Linked DNA regions of Capra hircus: region 2 is linked to region 1. A link is a contact called in public Hi-C data. All regions are on one chromosome and are shown on one strand. Each heading gives the region's core, a stretch centred on a gene start, on an enhancer-like site or on the middle of the called end of the contact. The rest is flanking DNA. Distances are from core to core; before and after follow the strand shown.

Evidence for each region. A called contact is a pair of places that touch in the nucleus more often than the background predicts.
Region 2: a Hi-C map of blood shows a contact between it and region 1, with 2.5 times the contacts expected there. The contact joins the promoter of USB1 here to the enhancer-like site in region 1. A contact is called at or near these places in 2 of 5 Hi-C or Micro-C datasets (both in blood).

Annotation. Positions count from the first base shown.
Region 1 is chr18:27,171,130-27,177,737 of ARS1.2, forward strand. It overlaps CNGB1 (cyclic nucleotide-gated cation channel beta-1), which reads right to left. Exons shown (of 32, transcript XM_018063155.1): 25 at 6,160-6,301; 26 at 5,237-5,396; 27 at 2,823-2,920; 28 at 2,645-2,728. Among named protein-coding and RNA genes, the nearest start is that of CNGB1, 51 kb to the right of the region's middle. Within about 2 kb of position 2,647, at least 1 of the 5 cell types and tissues checked has an H3K27ac peak or open chromatin away from gene starts, as enhancers often do.
Region 2 is chr18:27,251,418-27,258,025 of ARS1.2, forward strand. It overlaps USB1 (U6 snRNA phosphodiesterase), which reads left to right and starts at 2,546. Exons shown (of 8, transcript XM_018062062.1): 1 at 2,546-3,054; 2 at 4,727-4,893. The coding sequence starts at 4,782. It overlaps ZNF319 (zinc finger protein 319), which reads right to left and starts at 2,411. Exons shown (of 3, transcript XM_018062058.1): 1 at 2,136-2,411; 2 at 1-93.

The sequences.
Region 1 (6,608 bases), core at 1,397-3,896:
TTGGCAGATTCCCAATCATGCATACCATGGAGGGCCCCGAGGCATGGAAAAGCCCACACTAGTCACACAATCGGCTGATACCCGTGACTCCCCCGCATCCTACTGGGTGCTCGGGAGGCATTTGCTAACCGACATGGGAATGACAGCATGAATGAGAATGGCCAGCATTTACCTGTCACTTCTCTGTGCCAGGTGCTGCTCGAAGTGCTTTATGTGGCTGAGACCACTTAGTCCTCAACAGCCCTTGAGGTCGGAACTCTGCCCAAGGTCCCAAAGTTCAGCAAGGCAGAGCCGGGATTTGAACCCAGGCAGTCTGGTTCCAGAGCTCATGGCTGTTGTTGAACCGAGTGCCCCCACAAATTCATATGTTGCAGTCCTAGCACCCAGCTCCTCAGAATATGATCTTATTTGGAAAAAGGATCATCAGAGATGTAAAGAATTAAGTGAAGATGAGGTCGTGCTGGAGTTGGGGGAGCCCCTAACCCAACAGGACTGTTGTCCTTATGAAGGGGCCTTTGGGTACGAAGTCAGGCACACAGGGAAGGTGGTGCGAAGAGACACAGGGAAGAGACAGTCAGGAGATCCTTCGCTCACTGTTCTCAGAAGGCACCTACCCCACTGCCACTTGGACCTTGGACTTCTGGCCTCCAGAATTGTGAGTCAATGCGTTTCTGTCGTTAAAGCCATTGTGTTTGTGGTACTTTGTTATGGCAGCCCTAGCAGACTGATACAATTTAGTCTAGTCCCAAATTAAACCAAAGGAATGAATGAATGACTTGCTTCAGACTACAATCAGAAATATCCAGTCTGCCAAGCACCTTCTAATCCCCATGCCCTCAGAGGCCATCACCCTGGGCAGCTATTGGTCATACCTGGCGTGTTTAAGGAGAGACAGAAACCAAGGACAGGTAAGTGGCTTTTGCTTTTGATTCATTTGACAAATGTCTCTTGGGCATCTCACACATGCATGGCCTTCTTAACAAAAAAAGAATAAAGTCTCCTTCCCCTGTTTCAGAGTCCAATTTGACAAGGGGCTGAAATGTGAGGTGTCTAAAGCATTCACCCTCATGTCACTAAGCAGCCCAGGGGTGGCCTAGGGGGTGTGTCTCAGCAAGACTGTCACAGAACAAAACCTGTCAGCAGAGGGCACCATTCACACATGTTCACCAAGTGTTCAGCTTCCTCCGCAAACTCCCCAACAATCTGATTCACTCTTTCGCATCCAAAGTCAAGTCTACATTACCCACGAGGATACCAGCTACAGCAATGGCACCAATTCTGCCAGCCACGGTGCCAAACCCCATATGCTCATATATTTTAATTCTCACAACCACCCCACGAGGGAGATACCATTAATATCCCTACTTTACCTATGAAAAGAGTCAGATTCAGAGAGGGCAAGCTACTGCCCCAAGGCTGCACAGCTAGGAAGTGGCTCCAGGGTCAAGACAAATCACTCTATTGCTCCCAAACCTCTCTTGGCCTCGAAGGCCGCAGCTTTGAATTCTCAGCCATTTACAGCATCCTTGCCCCTCTTCTTTCAGCTCTTTGCTTCCAGGTGTATGCTGTTCTGCAGCATACAACTTGGAGTCAGGGCCCTTCTGGGGCTGGGGGCTCCTGAGTCTTGCAGGGGGTTCTTGAGCAATATTTCCACCCCCGTACACACACCAAGCCTTATTAACAGCTCTGAAATCTGGTTCCTGCTCCCCTACCCTGAACACTCAGTCACCAAGTGACCTCAGTCTCACCTTAAATCCCAAAAAATGGGAGCAGAAGGGACCTTAGAGACTGTCTAGCCCTGGGATTCAAATCCATATATTCCCCAGGATCAGGCAGGTGACACAAAGGAGAGAAGGGAGCCAGGAGGGCAGTCGGGAGTGGTGGGGCATGGGGCATCTCTTCAGAGCCATTCCCTTCTCCTCTCCAGAGGACTCTTGCTGCTTGGCAAAGTGGGGCTCAGTGCTGGCCAATTTTCTGTTTTCAGCCAGAAATCTGGAAATCTGGATTTTTATGTAAAACTTTCCTTTTTTTTTTTTTTTTTGGCTGTACTGCACAGCTGACAGGAGCCTAGTTCCCTAACCAAGGATTGAACCTGGGTCACAGGAGTGGAAATACCACATGCTAACCACCAGGGAATTCCTGAAACCTTCCCATTTTTTTACAGGTTGGAGACTATTCAAAACTTTATTTTTAGATTAATCCGGGTATGTGGGGAGGAAACAACCCATGAGACACTGTGGGCTGGCTCCTTGCCAAGGACCATCAGTTTGCAACCTCTGACCTATCCCTCCCCTGTTCAGCCCCATTTTCCCGACAGGAAGACCAAGACCCCGGAAGCAGTTCCATGTACACAGTCAAGACCCTGACCCTCTTTTGGCTCCTCACTTTCCTCTTCTGTAAAGTGGGGTTCCTCATCCTGGTCCCCATGGTCCTATGAGGAAGGAGCCAGGCTGAGACACATCTGAGCTTGTGCCCGGAGCTCCTCCTGCCAAGCAAGCCAGGAGCCCTGGGGTCAGCTTGCCACCCGCCTCTCCTCCCAGCAATTCCGCTCTGCCCGCACCTGCAAACCTCACCACCTTCCCAGGGGGCCCCTCCAGCCCAGCTCCGATGGGCGGGGGCTGCCGCAGCCGCCCCGGCCACTCACCTTCTTGCACACGTAGTCGTTGGGCAGGTAGACGACAGAGCGCAGCCTCTTCAGCATGTCAAAGATCATCTGCCGGTCACAGCCCTGGCCCCGAGAGGAGGGGAAGGAGCCATTTAGAGGAAGGCGTGGGCTCGAGGCCTTCCAGAGTCCTGAGAGTGGGGCGCTGGGCAGGCCATACCTGGAAGAGTGCCACTTTGCTGACGATGGAATAGTTCACGTCGATGGCAAGGTCCAGCCGCATCTTGTCCGGAAGCTGCACCATCAGCTCTGACTCATCTGCAAATGAGACCCTGCAAGGGTCAGAGGCATGGCCAGGCCCTTCACACACACAGTGCCGAGCCCACACTGCACGGCTGGGCCCCCAGGTGTGCCATTCCTCTACCACTCGGAATCACTCCAGATTGGGAGGGTATGCTCTCTGCCTCCAGGCCTTTGCCCATGCCGTTCCCTCTGCTGGGAACAACCCCCTCTGCTTTCCTGGCTAATCCCTACTCATGCTTCAGAACCCGGCACTCATGTCACCTCCTCCAGGAAGCCTTCCCTTGACATCCTCCCACCCAGCTATTATGTTATCAGTCCCTGTCCCATAGCACGTATCACACCCTTTAGTGCAGCTGCTTGCTGATGATCTGTCTTCTCCACTTACATTATAAGAACAGCATTTGCAAGAACTAAAGTATGTGGAGGATGTACTATGTGCCAGGCACTGTTTACAGAGTGCTTTACCAAGATGATTTCATTAACTTCTCCCAGCAGCCCAAGAGGTGCCCACTACTAAAACCCATCTCACAGACAAAGAAAGGACAACTCAGGAGGGCAGTGACTTGCCCACAGCCACACAGCTTGGGGGATGGAATCAAGGCCCCACTCAGGCCCGGTGACTTCAGAACCTATCCTGGGAGAGCAGTATGTCTGTACACCATGGTGTCCATGCTGCACAGTGGAGAGCTTGGCACATGATGAAGGTTGGTAACTGGAGACAGAGATACACCCCGGGACCCCAGTCCCATGCTCTGCCCACTGTACATTAGCTTAGGGCTCAAGTGCTGGGTCTGTGCAACCCTGGGCAGGTCAGAGCCCTCTCTGGTATTTAACATGTGCCCCTGTGAAAAGGGCCAGTGATATTGAAGTCACAAGGCTGTCACTGGGATGGAATGAGGCAGTGGAAGTGAACATGCCTTGGAAACTACTATGGTTAAGTGCATTGTCCACAGACTTGCCAACAACCCCAGCTCAGGAGACTGTGGGCCTCAAGTGTGGCTTCTTTGAGACCAGACAGAACCCAATGGAGGTGAAGGGGGGCGCTTTCACTTTGCTGAGGGCCTTGGGGGACCCTGAGGTACTGTGCCAGTGGTCCACAAGCTTTTGAGAGCCTTCCAAAATGATGCCTAGGCTCTGAAAACAAAATTATGTGCATGTGTGTATGTGTGCTCAGTTGTACCTGACTCTTTGGGACCCTGTGGACTGTAGCCCACCAGGCTCCTCTGTCCATGGGATTTTACAGGCAAAAATACTGTAAATGTAAGTGAAAAGCATACAGACAGATGCTTTAATAGTAGGGCCACCTGGGAAGCACAAAAACAAAATTACTAACTCAGGTGGTGTTAGTGGTAAAGAAATTCCCCTGCCAGTGCAGAAGACACAAAAGATGCAGGTTCGATCCCTGGGTCAAGAAGATCCCCTGGAGGAGGGTATGGCAACCCACTCCAGTATTCTTGCCTGGAGAGTCCCACGGACAGAGGAGCCTGGAGGGCTGTAGTCCATAGGTTCACAAGGAGTCCAACACGACTGAAGCAACTTAGCACAAAGATAAAAAGGAAACGGGGAGAAAAAGTCAATTAACATATAATTAGCATGTCAAATTTCCTTAAGGATTCCATTTAGAATCCGTAAGAACTTCACTACATTTGGAAACAATTTACGGGTAAGATTCTGTCACTTTGCAAGAATTACTGAGCACACCTCATCACTGACAAGAAAGCTGAACCACAGTGAATGTTTTAGCCAATTTCAGAAGCAAAGCATGACAAACAACTATAAAATATATTGTAGTAAACTATAATGGAAAAGGCTCTGAAAAGAAATTTTTTTTAATTTATAAAATATATATTGTATGTATGGATTATATGTATACATGCTTCTCTGATGTATACAGGCTTCCCTGATGGCTCAGTGGTAAAGAATCTGCCTGCAATGCAGGAGACCCGGGTTCGAACCCTGGGTCAGGAAGATGCCCTGGAGAAGGAAATGGTAACACACTCCAGTATTCTTGCCTGAAAAATCCCACGGATGGAGGAACCTGGCAGGCTACAGTCCATGGGGTCACAAAACAGTCAGACACGACTTAGCAACTTCTGGTACACAAAGAGCAAGAAAGGTGAGAGAGACAGAGACAGTCCTTCCTTTCCTGGTTCCAACTGCACTTCCATCTTTGAATGGGCACCTCCCAAGGCCTCTCCAGGCATCTCTCACTTACGTGTTGGGACTGCAGCCCAGAGAGGACCCCATGCTCAGGGCCCCAAGGACAGAGGACAAGGGCAGGGCCCAAGACAGGGCACTGCGGGTGGGGCTGGGTGGAAGGGCGTGTCTTACCCAGCATGCCTTGGGAGTGCCAGGTGTATTCGTACCAGGTCTTGACCCGGTTCTGCACGGACCTGGGGATCTTGTAGAAGTTCATGTATTTCACTGTGCTGTCCATGCAGCTGCGGTAGTAGGTCTGTCCCGCGGTGGCGGCCCCCACTACGTCTCTCATCTGGGGGCCAGGAGGGTGGTGGTCAGGGAGGCCACTGGGTCAGAGTGGGGCCGGGCTTCGGGGACATGGGTTGTGGGCACATTAATGTAACACAGGCGCCCGGGTGCACGCTTGCCGGGCTGGTAAGAGATCAGGAGAGAGGGGAAACCCATGTCCACACTTAGAGGTTTTGCTGACCCAGATGTTCTGCCTTCAGGGTAGACGTGGAGGAGCGAGGCTGCTGGCCCTTCGGTGGGCTTAGGTCTCCGGGGCCACATGAGGAGGGCAGGTCTCGCTCGGCTGGGCTGATTCTGGTGCCAACGTGACCCCCTCAGAGGAGGAGATGTGAGCCAGGTGTGCTGGTCCTTGGGGCAGAGCCCCTCAAAGGCAGCACTGAGCACCCCTGGTGGCGCCTCATGTAGTGCTACAAGCTGAGCCTCATGCCAGGGCCCAGCACATTAGAATCCACCAAGGGCTCCTCTCCAAGGGAACAGCCCAAATCCTCAGCTTCTGCAGGAAGCCACTGGGCCCAGCTCTCCAGCTACCCTGGAGACTGACATTTCAAATGAGAAGAACCTTCAGTGAGGAAGCGGGACCTACACCTCCACCACCACCCCTTCACCCCACAGATCCCAGAGCTGCAGGCTCCTGACTCTCTGCCCAGTGCTCTTTTCCTGGGCTTGGCCTGAAAGGAACAAGCATGGACGGTGACGTTCCTGGCAGCAGCGGGAGGAAGAGGGGCCCTGCAGGCAGGTGGGTTGGGACAGACTAGTGGCCCAGCTACCTGTCCAATCATCACGGAGAAAGCGAAGACGCCTGTGAAATAGTTTAGACCTTGGAAGATAATTTCAAAGAGCGTCCTGGGGTCGGGCAGGCCGCCGATGGTGATGAGGGTCTTCACAGCCCAGTAGTAACAGCGAATGTAACTGAGGAGAGAAGAAGAAGGGGACCTTAGTCATCAAAACTCAGCCTGTGGATCCTGGGCAATCTGGCTTGAATATAAAGCTTTATAGCTCATGAGTGCAAAAAAAAAAAAAAAGGGAAAAAAAACTTCTCCCAACTGCAGAGCCCACTGCAGCATACAGAGCATGTTTGCAGGTGCTGTGTGGTTTGGTCGTGACTCTGCCCTAACCCTGTAGAGACATGCTGTCATCCCCATTTACAGATGTGGAAACTGAGGCTTCTGGAGATTGCTTGGAAGACTTGGCGAGAGAATCAACCAGGGCTTTCCGG
Region 2 (6,608 bases), core at 1,296-3,795, 80 kb after region 1:
CAGGCGGTCCAAGTCATTCACCAAGACAGACTACAAGGCTGTGCCTACAGGACGGGGGTCTTCGGGCAGGGTGCCAGGAGTGGCAGGGAGGCTCTAAAGAGAAGAAAGAAATCGTGAGCTTGAGGCAGACACACACAGCTGTTCCCCGGGCCTCTCCCTGGTCTGCCTGGACTCACATTGACATAAAAAACATCAGGGAAGTGAAGGGGGCTCTGGGCTGGGAGATCTTCACTTGCTGGCAAAGCAATTCCTCCAGTAACGGGGATAGTGGCTGTCTCCAGGCCCACCCAACCTCAGTTCCCCATCCCTTGGCCAGGCATCCCAGTCTCCCAGCTTACTGCCAACCCGCTTCCATTAGCTGTCTCACAAGTGACAGTCTGGGGTGATCTCCCCACAATACAAAGAAGTCACAAGTTCTGTTCATGCTCCCAGGAAAGAAGGAGGGAAAGACTGACCGGTGAGGGCCTTGGTGCACAAAACAAGAATTTTAATAACATAACCTTTTTTTATGTGTGTGCGAAACACTTCTTATTTGGAAGCCTAATACAGAAGATAGATAAAACCAGAGAAGCTCTGGTTGAACCTACAGGGTTGAGGCCTCCCTGTAGACCTGCCAGCTCCTCTCTGGTCGCTGCCCTGAATTTCGACCTAGGACACAACTGCTCATAAGAACAGACTGTAGATCTAAAGGGCCAGACCTCCCAGATCTGAAGGCCCCTCAGTCAATCAATATTTAAAACACCTGCATGGAATGGAGGCCCATCTCAGAAAACTTCTCCTGTGAGGGGCTGGCCCATACCTCTCTCAATTGTCCCCAGGTCCTCCCCCCTGACTGTGCCTATTCTCTCTTCACACAATAAGGGGGATGGTTTCGCAGGGACCTGAGCCAATGCCTGATGAGGATGAGACCCACAGACCCACACAGCCTTGATGGCTACTTGGCAGAAGTTCCCCAGGCTAGTCATCTCCCAGAGCACCAAAAAAAAAAAAAAAAGCCTTAAATCCTCTTAATATGATAGTGTCAAGGCTTGCAGGAAATGTAAGCAATTTTGAGTTTGCCTCTGCAATGTGGGATGTAGCATGCTAACCATCCCTGTCACCTTTCCGGAGACAACCCTGTTCCCTTGCTCCAAGTCTGTAACACTGGATAATCCATGGAAAGTAAAGACCACCCAGCCCAGGCAAATCTCTAACTCACCACTTTGTGGCAGCATAAGGTAATGACAGCGAGAGGGAGGAACTTTCAGAATCAGATGCAACCCGCTTTCAGGTTCCCAGCTCCTCTGCTTCTAACATTGAAAAGTTTCTAAGTTTTCTCCGGATGAAAAGAGTAGGAAGGGGATGCCTACACAAGCCAGCCTGGCCTCTAACTGTTCTGCCAAAGAAACGTAAGAGTCAGGCTAAAAACTGTCAGCCTCAGCATCTTTCCGGGAAGGGAAGAAGTGAAGAAGCTGCTGCTCCGAGTGGAGGCAGCAGGTTGCATGAGCCAGCAGGTACCGAAGCCTCCCCAGGAAAGAGGGAAGCAGGACTACGCTGAGCCTGGTCTAGGTCAGACTGCGCCAACCCAACTGTTTTTTGTTGTTTTTTTTTTTTGTTTTCTCCTGGCATGAATGGCTCCCAGACCCAGGGTCCCCAGCCCCGGGCCCCCAGGTCCGCTGCCCATTCCGGCCCCCCCACTCCAGGAAGGTGCGGTCAGGAGGCCTCTCTGATCACTCAGCAAAGAGGATGAGAGACTAGGGTTAGGGAGGCACGGGGAGGCCCCCACCTGCGCCCCACCCCAGCCCTTCCTCTTCCTTGGGAAACCAACCGAATGAAAGCCGATCACCTCCCCGCCGGCACTGCCCGCCGGCCCAGCTGGGCTGCCTCCTGTCAGCCCTTGCCGAGAAATGGCCAGGACGCTGCGGCCCCGGCGCCGGACCTGCGGGCGAGTGGGCCCGAAAAAGGGCCCAGGGCTGCAGGCCGGGCCCGGGAGGTAGCTGCGTGTCGAGGTCGGCCTGGGCCGCCCAAGAGCTCAGGAGGCCGCCGGGTCGGGCCGGAGGTGGGGTTGGGGGGGGTACTGCCGGGCCAGCTGGGGAAGGGGTGCGGCGGGCGCGGGAGTGGCCCCCAGACGCGGCCCCGGGCGCCCCGCCGCTCACCTGCTCCGGGCCGCCCGCGGGTCAGGCGCGGGGCGAGTGGCGACTGGCTGCTCTCTCAGCCGCCCCTTTATTCCGACTCCATCCGCGGCAGCGCGGCCTACGCGCGCTGCCAATCCCCGGCCTCGCGTAGCGGCGGCTGCCGGCCCGGGGGCGGGGAACGGGCTAGCGGCGGCCGGAATCGAGGAAGCGACGTGCGCGGCCGGGATAGCGGGGCCGGGGCGGAGGAGCGCCGGGAGGGCGGGCGGACGGAACGATGGCCTTGCAGAGACCGGCGGACAGGCGGGCGGCGCGGGGGCCAGGGAGGCGGGGCCGGGGGAGGAGCGGCAGCCCGGGCGGCGGCGGCTGCGGGAGGAGCGGGCGGCACGCAGCGAGGCCGCCCCCTGCCGGGGACCCCGCGGCCGGGCCGGGTCGGACAGCCGGACGCTCTGGGTGGCTCTTCGGTCGCTCGGCCGGCACGTCTCAGCTGACCCAGGAAGGGCGCTCTGCTTCCGACCACTCTACTCGGCCTTCGGGGAGCGAGTTCCCAGGGCCCAGCCCACGGCCCGACCCCTGAGCCTGAGAGGAGAGCCCTCCTAGACCCTCTGATCTTCTGGAACGGACCCGCCTCTGACTGTTCAGCTCGCTCTTAGGGAAGGGGGCCCCCCGGAGCTCGGACTTTGGGCGGGGCTTGGGGAAGGGGCCCCGGGACCTCTAATTCCTGTCCGGACGACTAGGGCAAGGATCTCCGCTGGCTCTAGGGCTCTGACCTCTGACCCAGGGACCATCGGCTGCCGGGAGGTCCCGAGTTGCTGCAGACTGAGCAGCGGACAGAGAGAGGTCAGGACTCAGAGCGATCTCTGAAATGGGCACACGGAGGATGGCCGTGCCAGGAGGCTCCCAGCGGTCAAAGCGAGGCGAGCGGGCACGCAGCGTGGCCTGGGTGGGTACAATCTTTGCTCCGGTCCTGCCGGGCCCCGCCCCCGCCCCCCGCCCCGAGGCGGTGCTAATTTGTGCCCCGCCCCCGGGAGAGCACTTCCGGCGCAGAGGAATTCCGGGTGGGGTGAGGTTGCTTGCCGACCCTCTGTGCGGTCGTGAAGGTGGGTGACGGGGTTCCTCATGAGTGCGGCGCCCCTCGTGGGCTACAGCAGCAGCGGCTCCGAAGATGAGGCCGAGGCCGGGGACCGGGTTCGGCCGGGGGCTGAAGGCCGCAGTCGGTGAGGAGCGAGGAAGTCTTTCTGGGGAAGGGTGATTGGAGAGGGTCCGGAGCTGCTCGCGAGGGAAGGAAAAGGGACACGGGGTGGGGGGGGGGGGGGATATGGGGAAGGAGGACCAGACAGAGCCTCGGTGTGCCCCCACCTGGCTGGGTCAAGGTTAGGAGGCAGGAAACGGGGTGGGTTTGGGTCCAGCCTCGGGCGCCTGCCCACTCTGTCTCCTGGCACGCACCACTGTACCACCCCAGGTCTGTTTCCTCACTTGGAAAGTGTTTTCTTTAATCTGATAAATATTCATGGAGTACTCTCTCTGTGCCAGGCTGGGAACTGGGGACTCAGCAGTGAGCAAAGTAGGAAGTCTCCTACTTTGTGGAGGAGCTTCGGTTCTTAATTGCCAGGCCTGGTACCTGCTGAGTGCTTTTCCAGCAGCACTTTCGTTCATCTCACTTTATGGATGAGGAAACGGGAGGTCCACAGAGAGCATATTACCTGCCTAAGACCACAGAGCTAGGAAGTGTCACTCTGGCTCAGGCCTGTCCAGTTCAGTTCAGTTCACTTGCTCAGTCGTGTCCAACTCTGCAACCCCATGAATCTCAGCACACCGGGCCTCCCTATCCATCACCAACTTCCGGAGTTTACCCAAACTCATGTCCAATGAGTCAGTGATGCCATCCAGCCATCTCATCCTCTGTCGTCCCTTTCTCCTCCTGCCCCCAATCCCTCCACATATCACCACCTGCTCCTTTGTTTCCCACGGGGACCAGGTTCCTAGAAAGTCTGCTTCCAGGAGTTATTTACTCAGTCGTGTCTGATGCTTTGCAACCCCATGGACTGCAGCACCCCAGGCTTCCCTGTTCTTCACCATCTCCCCAAGCTCGCTCAAACTCATGTCCATTGAGTCGATGATGCCATCCAACCAACTCATCCTCTGTCATCCCCTTCTCCTTCCACCCTCAGTCTTTCCCAGCATCAGGGTCTTTTTCAATGAGTCAGCTCTTCACATCAAGTCGCCATAGTATTGGAACTTTAGCTTCAGCATTAGTCCTTCCAATGAATATTCAGGGTTGATTTCCTTTAGGATTGGCTGGTTTGATCTCCTTGCAGTCCAGGAGACTTTCAAGAGTCTTCTCCAGTACCACACTTTAGAAGTATCAATTCTTCAGCACTCAGCCTTCTTTAACGTCCAACTCTCACATCTGTACATGACTACTGGAAAAACCATAACTTTGTTGGGAGACATCAATGAAAGAGTGTTGGGGAAAGAGCTTTGTGGCTATCTAATGGCACTTGGTGAGAAATAGACATGCAGAGTCGCCCTGTACAGGGGGTTACAACTTTCCTCATGTGTACAGACAGAGAATGTAGGGAGCTAACTGGGCTTATTTTCTTCTCCTCTTGCAGGGGCCAGAGCCCGCTTCCCGGCCAGAGGTTGCCAGTACCCGACAGTGTGCTGCGCATGTTTGCCGGCACTGAGGAGGGGCCTGTGGATGACAGTGCACAACATGGGGGCCGGGTGCGCACCTTTCCCCATGAGCGTGGCAACTGGGCCTCCCACGTCTACGTGCCTTGTAAGTGATGCCTGAGAGGCACGTGGCTGACACTGACAAGGTGCCTCTTATGGGAGGAAGCTGGCCCCAACCAGGAGGAAGCCAGAAACCTCAGCTTCTGACACTGGTAGTGAGAAGGAGATCAACTCAACAGAGAGAGGGCGACTTCAAGAACTAGGGAATTTTTCTGTTACACTTGATTTTAGTTTTGAATTCATTGCCTGAAATATATATATATATATTTTTTATTAACCCGGTGAATACTGTTCTCTCTGCTCGTGGGGATGTGGCCGCAGGAGGGTCTAGGGCAGAGTGTCAAGGCCATCGCAGAGTGTAACTGTTGCTAGTACTTTGTTTCTAAGAGGGCTGTAGGTGTGCTGGCTTCAAGTCCCCACCCTAGCCCTGATGAGTGAGTGGCAGGCAGAAAAAGCCCAGGCTTCAGAGTCTGACCTCACTCCACTACCTGCTACTCTGGGTGCTCCTTAGTTAAGTTGCTAGACTTCTCAGCGCCCCACTTTCCTTCTCTCTAAAATGGGGACAGTAGTAATACCTATATGGGGACAGTAAAACACCTCGAGGACTTCTGTGACAATTAAATGAGATCATCAATGTCAAGTTCTTAGCACAATACATAGAGTACATGGAGGCTCTTACTACTTTGTGTTAGATCAGGTAAATTCTTAGAACCTCCATTTCCCCATCCACAGATTGGGAATGATTCTCTATATTCCCTATTCCACTGGAAGTGAAGTGAAGTCACTCAGTCGTGTCCGACTCTTTGTGACCCTGTGGACTGTAGCCTACCAGGCTCCTCTGTCCATGGGATTTTCCAAGCAAGAGTACTGGAGTGGGTTGCCATTTCCTTCTGCAGAGGATCTTCCCGACCCAGGGATCAAACCCAGGTGTCCTGCATTATAGGCAGACGCTTTACCATCTGAGCCACTAGGGAAGTCTTGAAGTGAAAGTTGCTCAGTTGTGGCACTTCCATTCCACGGGGCATTTGGGCAAATTGAGTAACTCATCAGGTGTGAGCAGATTGTTAACCATGGAGCTCTAGTCATATAAAAAGATCTGTGAACATACAGTGGTGTCTTTCTTGTGTTTTTTGTCTTTCTAAACAATTAGGAATATTCTACATGTCTGTCAGGAGATTCTAGATGTCTAATAAATGTCTGATTAAAGAAATGCACTGTTTCTAGTCTAAGGATGGGTTACTGTGGAGCCATAATCATGAGCTTGCCTTCTGTAATGAGAGGAAGACTGTCCAACATGTAGTGTTACATGGAGAAAGCTCGGGGAAGAACTGCATGCCCTTATCTTTTCTAACAAATAAAATATATACATTGTCACAGCACTGAGAAAAGCTGTGGAAATAAGCATCATGTTTGACAGTCTTTGTCTCTAGAGTAGTGGTCTTGAAAGTGGGGTATGTGCCCTGAGGGAGAGATCAAGGTGGCCTCTTAGAAAGAAAAGCATTAAGACTTTTTAATTTATTTCTCTTTATCTCATCTTTTTAAGTTTCTACTCTGCAGAGTGTACATTTTATAACATGATTTTCCAGTGGAGCGCATGTTTGTAATTTATATAAATGTACATTGACTGTAGGTATGTGTACAAGCTCGTTTGACGGCATGTGTGATCACAGTAGTTTGGATTCCCCTGCTTTAGATGTGGACTTCGAGGACCCTTGCTTTCTCTGTCACATATTTCTCTTTTTACTCGAATTCTTTTCAAAA